Linked DNA regions of Capra hircus: region 2 is linked to region 1. The links are chromatin contacts, called in public Hi-C maps. All regions are on one chromosome and are shown on one strand. Each heading gives the region's core, a stretch centred on a gene start, on an enhancer-like site or on the middle of the called end of the contact. The rest is flanking DNA. Distances are from core to core; before and after follow the strand shown.

Region 1 (4,733 bases), core at 1,827-4,326:
CAATCAACTCCAGTATTCTTGCCTGGAGGATCCCCGTGGACAGAGGAGCCTGGCGGGCTACAGTCCATGGGGTCACAAAGAGTCAGACACAACTGAGCGACTAAGCACAGCACAGCACAATCCAGTCTGACTGTTGCCTTATAACAGGAAATTTGGACTTACAAGGGGACACCAGGGATGCTTGCTCATAAAGGAATGATCACATGAAGACAAGACGATAAGGTAGCCAACTGCAAGTCAAAGAGAGAGGGCCCAGGAGGAACACCTTGATCCTGGACTTCTAGCCTCCAGAGAGAGAAAGTAAATTTCTGTAAATTGAGCATTCAGACTGTGGTATTCTGTCAAGGCAGCCCTAGAAAACTAATACAGTGTAAGATACAGACTTCATTTTTTTTTTAATATGGAAAAGTCAATTTTCTACTTTCATTTATTGGATAGTCTCCTTTCCTCACTAGCCTAGCATGCTTCCTCTGCCATATACCACAACTCTCCATACACATGCATCTATATCTAGGCTCATATACCACAGTTCTATATACATGTGCATCTGCTTCTAGGCTCATATACAATTCTATATACACGTGCCTTTATTTCTAGGCTCTTTAGACTATTTCACTGGTTAGTTTATCCCTATGAGAGGACCAAAGTTTCTTCATTGCTCTAGCTTAATAGAGCAACTTAATAACTTACAGTCTTGATGACTGGTAGAGGAAAGACCCTCCTTTTCCTAATTTTTCTGGAAAATTACTTTGCTCTTTTTGATCACTTACAGTTTCATATAAAATTTGCAATGTGTGTCAAGTTTCACTAAAAATAATATTAGGATACTGCTTTACATTAAATCTAGAGAACTACAGGAAAATATCTTTTAATTAAAGATTTATCTCCATTTGAAAGTACGTTTATTTCCTTTTCTGCTCTACTAATAACAATTTTAGTTCTGTCCACATGATGGCACTAGAAACCAAAAAAAAATCAGATTTTTTTTCATAATTGGACAGAAGACTCAATAACACATATACATGTTAGTGTTTTATTAAGTGCTCAAATGTTTTGGAGGATAGACCTGTATTTCCTATGGCATGTTCAACAAACAGTACATCAAATGCTTAAGTAAATTTGGTAAAGAGATATACAATAATATATGATAATCAAAAACTGGAAATAATAAAAATATCATGATTATTCTTCACAGTCCTTTTATCATAAAAAGTCATAAACAAACTAGATTTAAAAGTTCATTATCAGCAGATAAAATACACGTGGTGTAAAATTAGCTCTGGTAATTTAGGTAGTAATTTCTAAACCAGCAAGCCTACTATAGGCTAGTAAACAACTCTGCCTAAATCTGGGGGGCAAAGGTCACCCCTAGGTTTAACTTTAAAGAGGAAGATTACATAAGTCTTCATGTCTACCTCTAGGTCCACCCCTGCCCTGACAATTTGGGGGTAAAGTTCACTTTTACAAGAAACATGCCTGGGCTTGCCCTGTTTACAGAATCAAAAAGGAAGAGTCATAGAAGACTTTCTCTTTCTACTTTGTAATGCTAGTGACACTCCTTTCTACACTATGTGGGAAGGACTTGAGACAGTCTTTGAAACCATGCATACCTAAGTCACTGATAACATGCATTGTTGTTGTTGTTTTAGTTGTGAAGTCCCATCGGACTCTTTTGCGACCCCATGAACTGTGTAGCCCAGCAAGCTCCTCTATCCACAGGATTTCCCAGGCAAGAATACTCCTTGATGGTATCTGGACTTGAGCCAACCCTTTTCTAAATACTTTCCAGGGGGTTAGTAACCTGATGTTCTATATAGAACTGGAAATTAGTATTGAAATATTGTGAAATATATCTTATCTTAGATTTAAAAATTTGCCTACTGATCATTAACATAACTTGGATGATCTAAATACTTATACAGAGAGACTATATAAGAAGTTACAAATTCTTTAAACACCAGATTCGTCATCTGTAAAATGGGAATAACAGTATTTTCTACTTAAAACGGATGCAGAATTAAATAAGGCATTTGAAAACACTAAATATGGTGTCCTGCACATAAAAATGCTATTGTCATTAGAGCAAGAAACAATGGTGTTCCTAGGTAGGCACATCTGAATTGTGAAATCTGGAAACAGGAAACAGCCATGTTTTAACTCAGTAGGCTATGTTCCTCCCTCATACTCCAATTCCCTCCATTTGGAAGGCCTAAGACTGCCTCTCTCAGCACCAGAGTAACCTCATGGCTTAATGAGCCATTTAAACGACGCAGTCTGCATAACCCCTTCGGAAGAAGAGATAGATGGTTTCGATTGTAAAACCATAATCAGCACCAGGAGCCGGATTACACTGCTTATTGTCAAAGCAAGCCCATACTGCGGCCCACTCCAACCGCTAACTGCGCTTCTGGCACATTCCACGAGATGGCGCCTTTGCTCCCAGTCTTCGGACATACTGAAGGCGAAGCCTTTCCCAGGCAACTGCCTCCCTCGCCAAGGTTAAGAGCCTGACTTCGGAGAAAGGCTTGATCTAGGGTGATGGGCACTAAGTGGGACTTGGCCATGGTGAGCCGACCGGCCTGAGCCGAAGTCTGCCCCGTTCAGAAGCAGCGGGGAGCTCCGAAGACCCTGCTCCGGGAATCCCTGCCTTTCAAGGGCACGGCCTCCCCGGAGGGACCCTCTAGACAGGAGCGGGTAGGGTAAAAGAGCGGGGTCCGCGGCAGCCCGGTGGCCCGGGGGAAGCCTCACGTGCCTGTGCGGTGGACTCTGGCCACAGTCACCCCATGACACCGGAGGCGTCAGGTTGCGGGGCGGTCAGCAAGGGCTTTGCGAGGGAGGGAACCTGCGATGACCGCAGCGCCGCGAGCCACCGGGTGGGGCCGAGGCGTCGGCCCCCGGGTTTCTACATCAAACCTAGAAGTTCGAACATTCCAAGAACGGGGTGCTGGTCAAGAGGACGGCCGGACGCCTGTGTCCGCCTCCTCATCGCGGGGGGCGCTTCCCCGCGGCCAGACCTCCCGCTTTCGCACGTTCCTCGCGAGCGGAAACCCAGCGGCCCTTAGCGACCTCTCTCCTGGCCCCGCGCGCTCTAGAGGCCGGTGGGCGGGGCGTTGCCCGTGACGTCGCGTTCCGTGTCGATTCTCCGCCCCCTTCTCCGCCCATATATAAGACTTCGCCCGGCGCTCGCACTCGCACAAGTGGACCGAGGCGTCGGGCGCGGGAGGTTGGCAGAGGTGGCGGGGCAGAGCTCGAGGGCAGAGGCCGGCTCGGTCGTGTGTCCGCGCCTCGGAGGTGGTGGCCGGTAGTTAGGCGACGAGGCGACCATGGAGCTCTTACGGACTATCACCTACCAGCCTGCCGCCAGCACCAAGATGTGCGAGCAGGCTCTGGGCAAGGCTTGCGGCGGGGACTCGAAGAAGAAGCGGCCGCAGCCGTCCCCCGAGGAGCCGCAGCCGCCGCAGACCCCGGCGCAGGTGCAGCCGGCGGTCCCGCACCATCATCACCACCACTCGCACTCGGGGGCCGAGATTTCGCGGATTATCGTCGACCCCACGACGGGGAAGCGCTACTGCCGCGGCAAAGTGCTGGGAAAGGTGACGAGCGGTGGGCGCCCAGCTGCCAGGCGGGAGGGAGGTCTGCCCGGGCGTTTCCCCCGCCCTCCACCCCCTACCCCGCGGGCCGGGCCGGGCCGGGCCGGACCCGGAGTCCCCGCTCCCCCGCCGTTTCTCGATGTCTCGGTAATCGGAGCTCGGCGCGGCGTGGGGTGGTTACCTGCCCTCCTTTGGCTTTTGTGCACTGACAGCGCGGGGGTCGCGTTCTCCATCCTTGACCGCGGCTGTCTGCCTCTTCCACGAGCCCTAAGACATTGATCTTGAGGCCAGAAGCGAGGGTTTTCTACACCACACCTAGCCCTCCAGATGCCTCCCCACCCCCACCCCAGAGGATTTCCTTGCACATCTCTTCAGATCCTATTTCTCATCTCCCCGACCCCCAGCCCCGCTCCGTAAAGCTCCTCTTTGTAAAAGGAGAAGGGGCACCGTTTTAACTTAACTGTTGTTAGGAGTGCTTTCCCTTCGTGAAGAAGCTTTTGAAAAAGTAGACCGCGTCCCTCTGTCCACCCTTCCTCATATTTTTGCTTATCTTTCTCGTTTATTTATTTAAAAAAAATCTGCCGTCCATGTTCCTGCCATACTCAATTCCCTCTTGGCTTTGTTTCCTTTCAGGGTGGCTTTGCAAAATGCTACGAGATGACAGATTTGACTAACAACAAAGTCTACGCTGCAAAAATTATTCCTCACAGCAGAGTAGCCAAACCTCATCAAAGGGAAAAGGTGTGTATGACTGTTGAGTAAAATATTTTCTTTGTGTGCAGAGATGGCCCTTCCCTGTTAGGAACATGTCTTCTGCATGTGTAAGCAGCTGGCTTTGCAGAAGTGAAGGAGGCTAATAAGACTGATCTTGCTTTTCGTTTTAGATTGACAAAGAAATAGAGCTTCACAGAATTCTCCATCACAAGCACGTCGTGCAGTTTTACCACTACTTCGAGGACAAAGAAAACATTTACATTCTTTTGGAATATTGCAGTAGAAGGGTAAGTCTTCACTCATCTGAGTGCATGGACTTCCTGCACACTGACCTAGCATTCAAATTGCGCTTTATCTGGCAATTTGATTGTGGACATAATTATAATATGGCAGCATTACCTTTCATCGCTCCTCCTGCATAAGGAAACT
Region 2 (5,226 bases), core at 824-3,323, 930 kb after region 1:
CTAAGAAGAAAAAAAGAGCTTCCATAATCTTTGTAGTCCATGCAATCAAATCTTTTTCACTTTTTGTATCCCATTTCTATTATTATCTGTTCTGAGTGTAAATCCTCAGTTGTCTTCAGACAGCCAGCTCTAGTAGGACTCTGAGATTTCCCCCTCTCAAACTGGAACTCATTTGGAGCAGCACAAATCTCAAGCCATTTTACTGAATGAATGTTGGATATAAACAGGATTTTAATTCATGTGGAATGAAGATAGGAACTTGGATTATCAGAGAAACAACAAGCATCAAAGAAAAATGGTGTTTTCCTTTATAAAATACCCAGCACTGAAATAAAGAAAACAGCTGTTTCCTAAGTGAACATGCAGCTTCTCCTAAAGTCATGAGTTTCCTAGGTAATATGAATACATAAAATTTTTTCTGAGAACTGCTACATTTCCCGCCAGAGGAATCATGTTCATGATCTTTAAGTTGATCATAGAAAACAGACAGGAAAAATTATCAGCGCCACTTGTTTCCTAGGCAACCCCTACCACATACCTACTATGTGTCAGACACATATCCTGAGCTCTGAAAACAAAATGGTCTTTCCTGGGTTGGTAGCCACTTTGTGACTCATATAAAGCACACCTCTAAATGTACAGCTCCTATTGCAAGACAATGCACACAAGGGAGGTTCAGATGGTTTTACTCATCCATGGAACATGCGCATCACTCATCAAGGCAGGTAACTTTCACTGGCCTCACCTACAGACCCTCGGCTGACATGTGGCCCATGTGTGTGAAACTGATGCTGCTGCTTGTCCATTATCTGCAGTCTGCCTGCTCCTGGCAAAATCCTAGCTGCTGCTGCCCCTAACTCCCAGAAGACAGCTCTAAGAAAGGCTCAGTTTTCCATGTGGTACCTAAATGGTTTCTGTGGGGATGTCTGTTTCCCTAGTGGTTGCTGACATCAGACCATGCCCTCCCCTTCTCGCCTCCCCTGCCTCACCCCTCATCACCAGCAGGATCATGAGAAGTCCACACCTGGGAAAGCCCTCTTTATTTGCATACCGTCTCCCTTGGAAGACTTGCGCTCTTTGTCTACTTGACTAGAAGGGGAGAGACTGGAAGAGGAGGGAGGGTAGGAAGAAAGGCATTATTGATCCTCTTAGAATCTTTATAAGGGTGACTGTGCCTTGAATTTTCTAACCTAGCACTTAAAACTTTCTTCCCCTGCAGAAGTAAAACATAACACATAAAATTACCAATATTCTATCTTTTTGACATGCAAAAATGTCAGTTTCATATGACTCAGTCTAATAATAGTGACTGATTCTCTGAATCTGTTAGTTCTAAAGTTCAGTTTTCTGAGACTTCCTTGGGGATCCAGTGGTTAAGACTTCACCTTCCAATGAAAGTACAGGTTTGATGCCTCAAGGCCAAAAGACCGAATTATAAACAACAGAAGCAGTATTGCAACAAATTCAATAGACTTCAAAAACGGTCCACATCAATCATGTTTGGGAACGCATGTAAGAATTAAAGATTTTAAAATTTAAAAAAATAAAAAATAAAAATATTTAAAAAAAACTTTTTTTAATAAAGTTCATTCAGCTTTTTAATGGTTCCGATGACTACTGCAACCTGCCACTTTCCTTTGTAACTTTGTTACTATGGGAATTGGGTTCTACATCCCTAACAACTGACCGCAAACAAATTTTGGAACACAACCCACTTATATACTGAGGATTGCCTACAAAGGATGTTCTTTCTTAGGGAAGACAAGGCTGATGGATTGCATTTATTAGAATTACAGGCTAAGGAAACCACAAAAGGCTTACTTGGGGTCTCCAGATATCCCTCTCAGCCTTCTGGCTCCAAAACATAATCATAATCTAAGATTGTCTGGTGGTGAGCCAGGCCATCCCAGGGAGAACTGGAACCAGGGATACAATCCAGTCACGAGGCTGGACAAAAGCCACAGGTCTAAACATGGGGGCACAGAAGAGGCTGACTAATCTGTGGCTGGCTAGACAGGACATGTAGTCAAAAACAGTGGTGCACTGGGTTAACCTGTGGAGGTTTAACATTCCTGGTGCCTATATATTCCCCTGAAATCTTGATCTCATGGATCCAGGGTGTGCCATGGGCATCCAAATTCTACACAGTTCCCTAGGCAATTCTAATGAGCAGTCCCTTTTGAGAACCATTGTTCTAAACTTCAGTCCAAAGCCAGGAGAGAGATTCATGGGTTAAATAGTATTTAGAGGTCCAAAATGAGTCCTTGATCCAGGATATCACCCAGACAGGTGAAGCCAGTGGTCAGAAGTCCATGGTGCCTGGAAGCAAGCAGGCTGCCAGGAAGTCCGGACGGCCTGTGGGGTCACAGGTACCAGTCATGGCTTCTGGGGGCAGAGGGGAAGGGTGATGGGGAGAAGTCCAGAGACCAGGGGCAAAACTCTCTCCCAAGACATGGCCGCAGTCAAAAAAAAAAAAAAACAAGGAGCTGAGCTTGATGGACATGAGGTAGCACCCTGAAACTGAAAGGTGAGGCAATTCATTCAGTGCTAACTTCTCAGCTCCTTCTATCCTTCTTCCTACAGTCCAGATGGCTCCTACAGCTGCAAGGAGGAGGTTTCATTAACCCAGTTGCAGGGATAAAGACTTCAGGGGCAAGATCCCAGCAGGTCTTTATAGTTAACCCCACAGAATAAACAACCTACCTTCCTCCTGTATGTCATGCCCCAAAGACAGAGCTATTTCCTTTAAACCCTGCTCAAGACCTAATTCTTCAGAAAATTTTCCAGTCAAAGGGCAAAATGATGGTCCAGTCTCTTGACTCAAGGTACAGTCATGCACAGTTGAACAGTTTGTACACTGCACAAAGACATCCAACTGAGAGAGGCTGAAGCCTAAAAGCATGTGGCTTGGTGCAGGGCTCTTTCTACACAACTCAGTGTAGGCTAGCAGCAGCTCTGACAACAATGACTGATTTGTATCTATTCAAATATTTGCTGACTGAAAGATTAATTTGCTAACTCTAATCCATCTCCCTATCAAAATAGATGGATAAATGTTTTATTTTATACAACTCACCAGACATTCTACACTTACTTCACACACATATATTTTCTTCCTAAAAAATTTGCTCATGAAACAAACAAAAAAAATCCATCCAGAGTAGCCAGGGAAAGCTTCTTGCTCTGCTTTTTCAGCCAATTTTACCCACTGACGACAGCAGAGAAAAGTATAAGGGCCCCTTGTTTTGCTGTCTTTGTTTCCCATGTTATGAGCAAAATTGCACAGGAATTATGAACAGTTAGCAAACAGTGTATAAGTGACCAAAAATTAAATGACAGCTCTATGAACAGAACCAGACCAGTCCCGGCAAAGCCAAGCTGCTGGAATCCTGGAACAAGAATTAGGGAATCAAGTTCTACCCCTGGCCCTGGCCCCATTGCACTGCTGACCTTCGCTTGCTCTCACATCCCCAGCCTCCCAGGGTACACACAGGGCTTTGTGACCCATCCTGCACTGCCAAGACCACTGAGATGCTATTTGGATGGAGGCCACAAAGTCAAGTCACTGATGGGAGACCTCTTCAGCTGTGTCTCCCCCTGGGATCCAGCTCTGTCTCTCATCTCAGCCACTGCTTGGATGCCAATCCTTGAACAACGAGATCCATGGGAGGAGAAATGGGTTGTAGGAAGCATTTCATTCTCCAATGGGACTGAGGTTCTTGACAGAGCTTAACCCAACAGTGTAGCAAAATTCTAGTAAAATGTGACTATGCCTTCAAAGAACAGATACCTTCTGTACATTTGAACTGGGCTTTCCCTCTGCTCTCCCACACTACCCTTCCCCAGGCCTCACTCAGTAGGTAACCCTTTGATACCCTTTGTCCTGTGAGTCCATCACAGTTGCTACGTGCTCAGAGGAAGAGGACTCAAATGATCCCAAACAGACTTCATTTTCTGGCCTTTGTCTCTTTCTTCACCAGTGAAAGCACCCCTTCTATTTTGGAAATCGTATCTCTTGTGAACATAGGAACATGGTCTGTCTCAGCTGACTTGGAAATCATATCTATTGTGAACACACAAACACGGTTCTGTCTCAGCTGACAGGGGTCTCCGAACACACATCCAAGCCCGATTTGGTTGGTGGCCCAGAGAAATACCTCCCTTCTCCAAAGCTGGAAGCAGCACAAAGAAGGAAAGGGTAGAGAATACACCTTTAGAATTTATTCATATTTGACTTCGAGTCTCACAGCCTTGTCTTCCTTCCACTCGCTCATTGGAAAGCTCTGATAATGTAAGAAGTCTCTGGAGCAAATAGAAAAAAAGAAATTCTTACTTTAGTGGAGTTTTTGATATCACCCCTGAGTCCTCTCACTGTCTCAAGTGGGCCTGGTTCGGGGGTCTTGTCTTAATAGGGGCCTCCTACCCTAGTGCCATCTTCCTCTGGGAACTTGAATTGTAAGACTGGGTAAAGGAAGAGATAGATTTTGTATGTTTTGCTTTGCTTGCTTTTGTTTTGCAAATAACCAAATATTTGCCTTTATTTCTAAACTGGCCTTCACCTTGCTCACCTGGAAGAGACCAGGATCTGAGATAGACATTGACACTCCCCACCTTTCTACTCAGGTCCCACCCCACCCCTGCCCCCCAGATTTAAGAGATTCCAAGGCTGGACCAAGCTACTCCTAAAGCCCTTTCCAATTTGAGATTCTATAATTCTTTGAAAATTTTTCATCTACTGAAAAAAAAAATTTTTTTTTTCCAAAAAAAAGCTTTGCAAGTATAGCTTCTTATGGTGTTTCCTCTTTTCATGATTCACTTTCAGCTAATTTGGTTCAAATCAAAAGGAATAAAGAGTAACAGAACCACATGTCTGTGGTGATTATTATTAATAGGAAACTCTAATTTTAAAACCTCAGTCTTTTCATGGGGAGGGATACATAACATCTATACTTGAACATTTAACTTTCTTTTCTACTTTATTTTTCTTCTCTAGAAAAATTATCCTCTAAGAAAATAAATAAAAGAATAAAATATATTTAAACTGTAAGCCAGCAAAGATCCATCTAGTCAAGGCTATGGTTTTGCCAGTGGTCATGTATGGATGTGAGAGTTGGACTGTGAAGAAAGCTGAGCACAGAAGAATTGATGCTTTTGAACCATGGTGCTGGAGAAGACTCTTGTGAGTCCCTTGGACTGCAAGGAGGTCCAACCAGCCCATCCTAAAGG

The links. Hi-C and Micro-C count contacts between places; a contact is called where the count stands out from the background.
Region 2: a contact with region 1 is called in a Hi-C map of blood, with 4 times the contacts expected there. The contact joins the enhancer-like site here to the promoter of PLK2 in region 1. A contact is called at or near these places in 3 of 5 Hi-C or Micro-C datasets (all in blood).

Annotation. Positions count from the first base shown.
Region 1 is chr20:20,900,170-20,904,902 of ARS1.2, forward strand. It overlaps PLK2 (serine/threonine-protein kinase PLK2), which reads left to right and starts at 3,077. Exons shown (of 14, transcript XM_018065725.1): 1 at 3,077-3,593; 2 at 4,224-4,331; 3 at 4,475-4,591. The coding sequence starts at 3,324.
Region 2 is chr20:21,828,273-21,833,498 of ARS1.2, forward strand. No RefSeq gene overlaps it. Among named protein-coding and RNA genes, the nearest start is that of ACTBL2, 25 kb to the right of the region's middle. Within about 2 kb of position 2,074, at least 1 of the 5 cell types and tissues checked has an H3K27ac peak or open chromatin away from gene starts, as enhancers often do.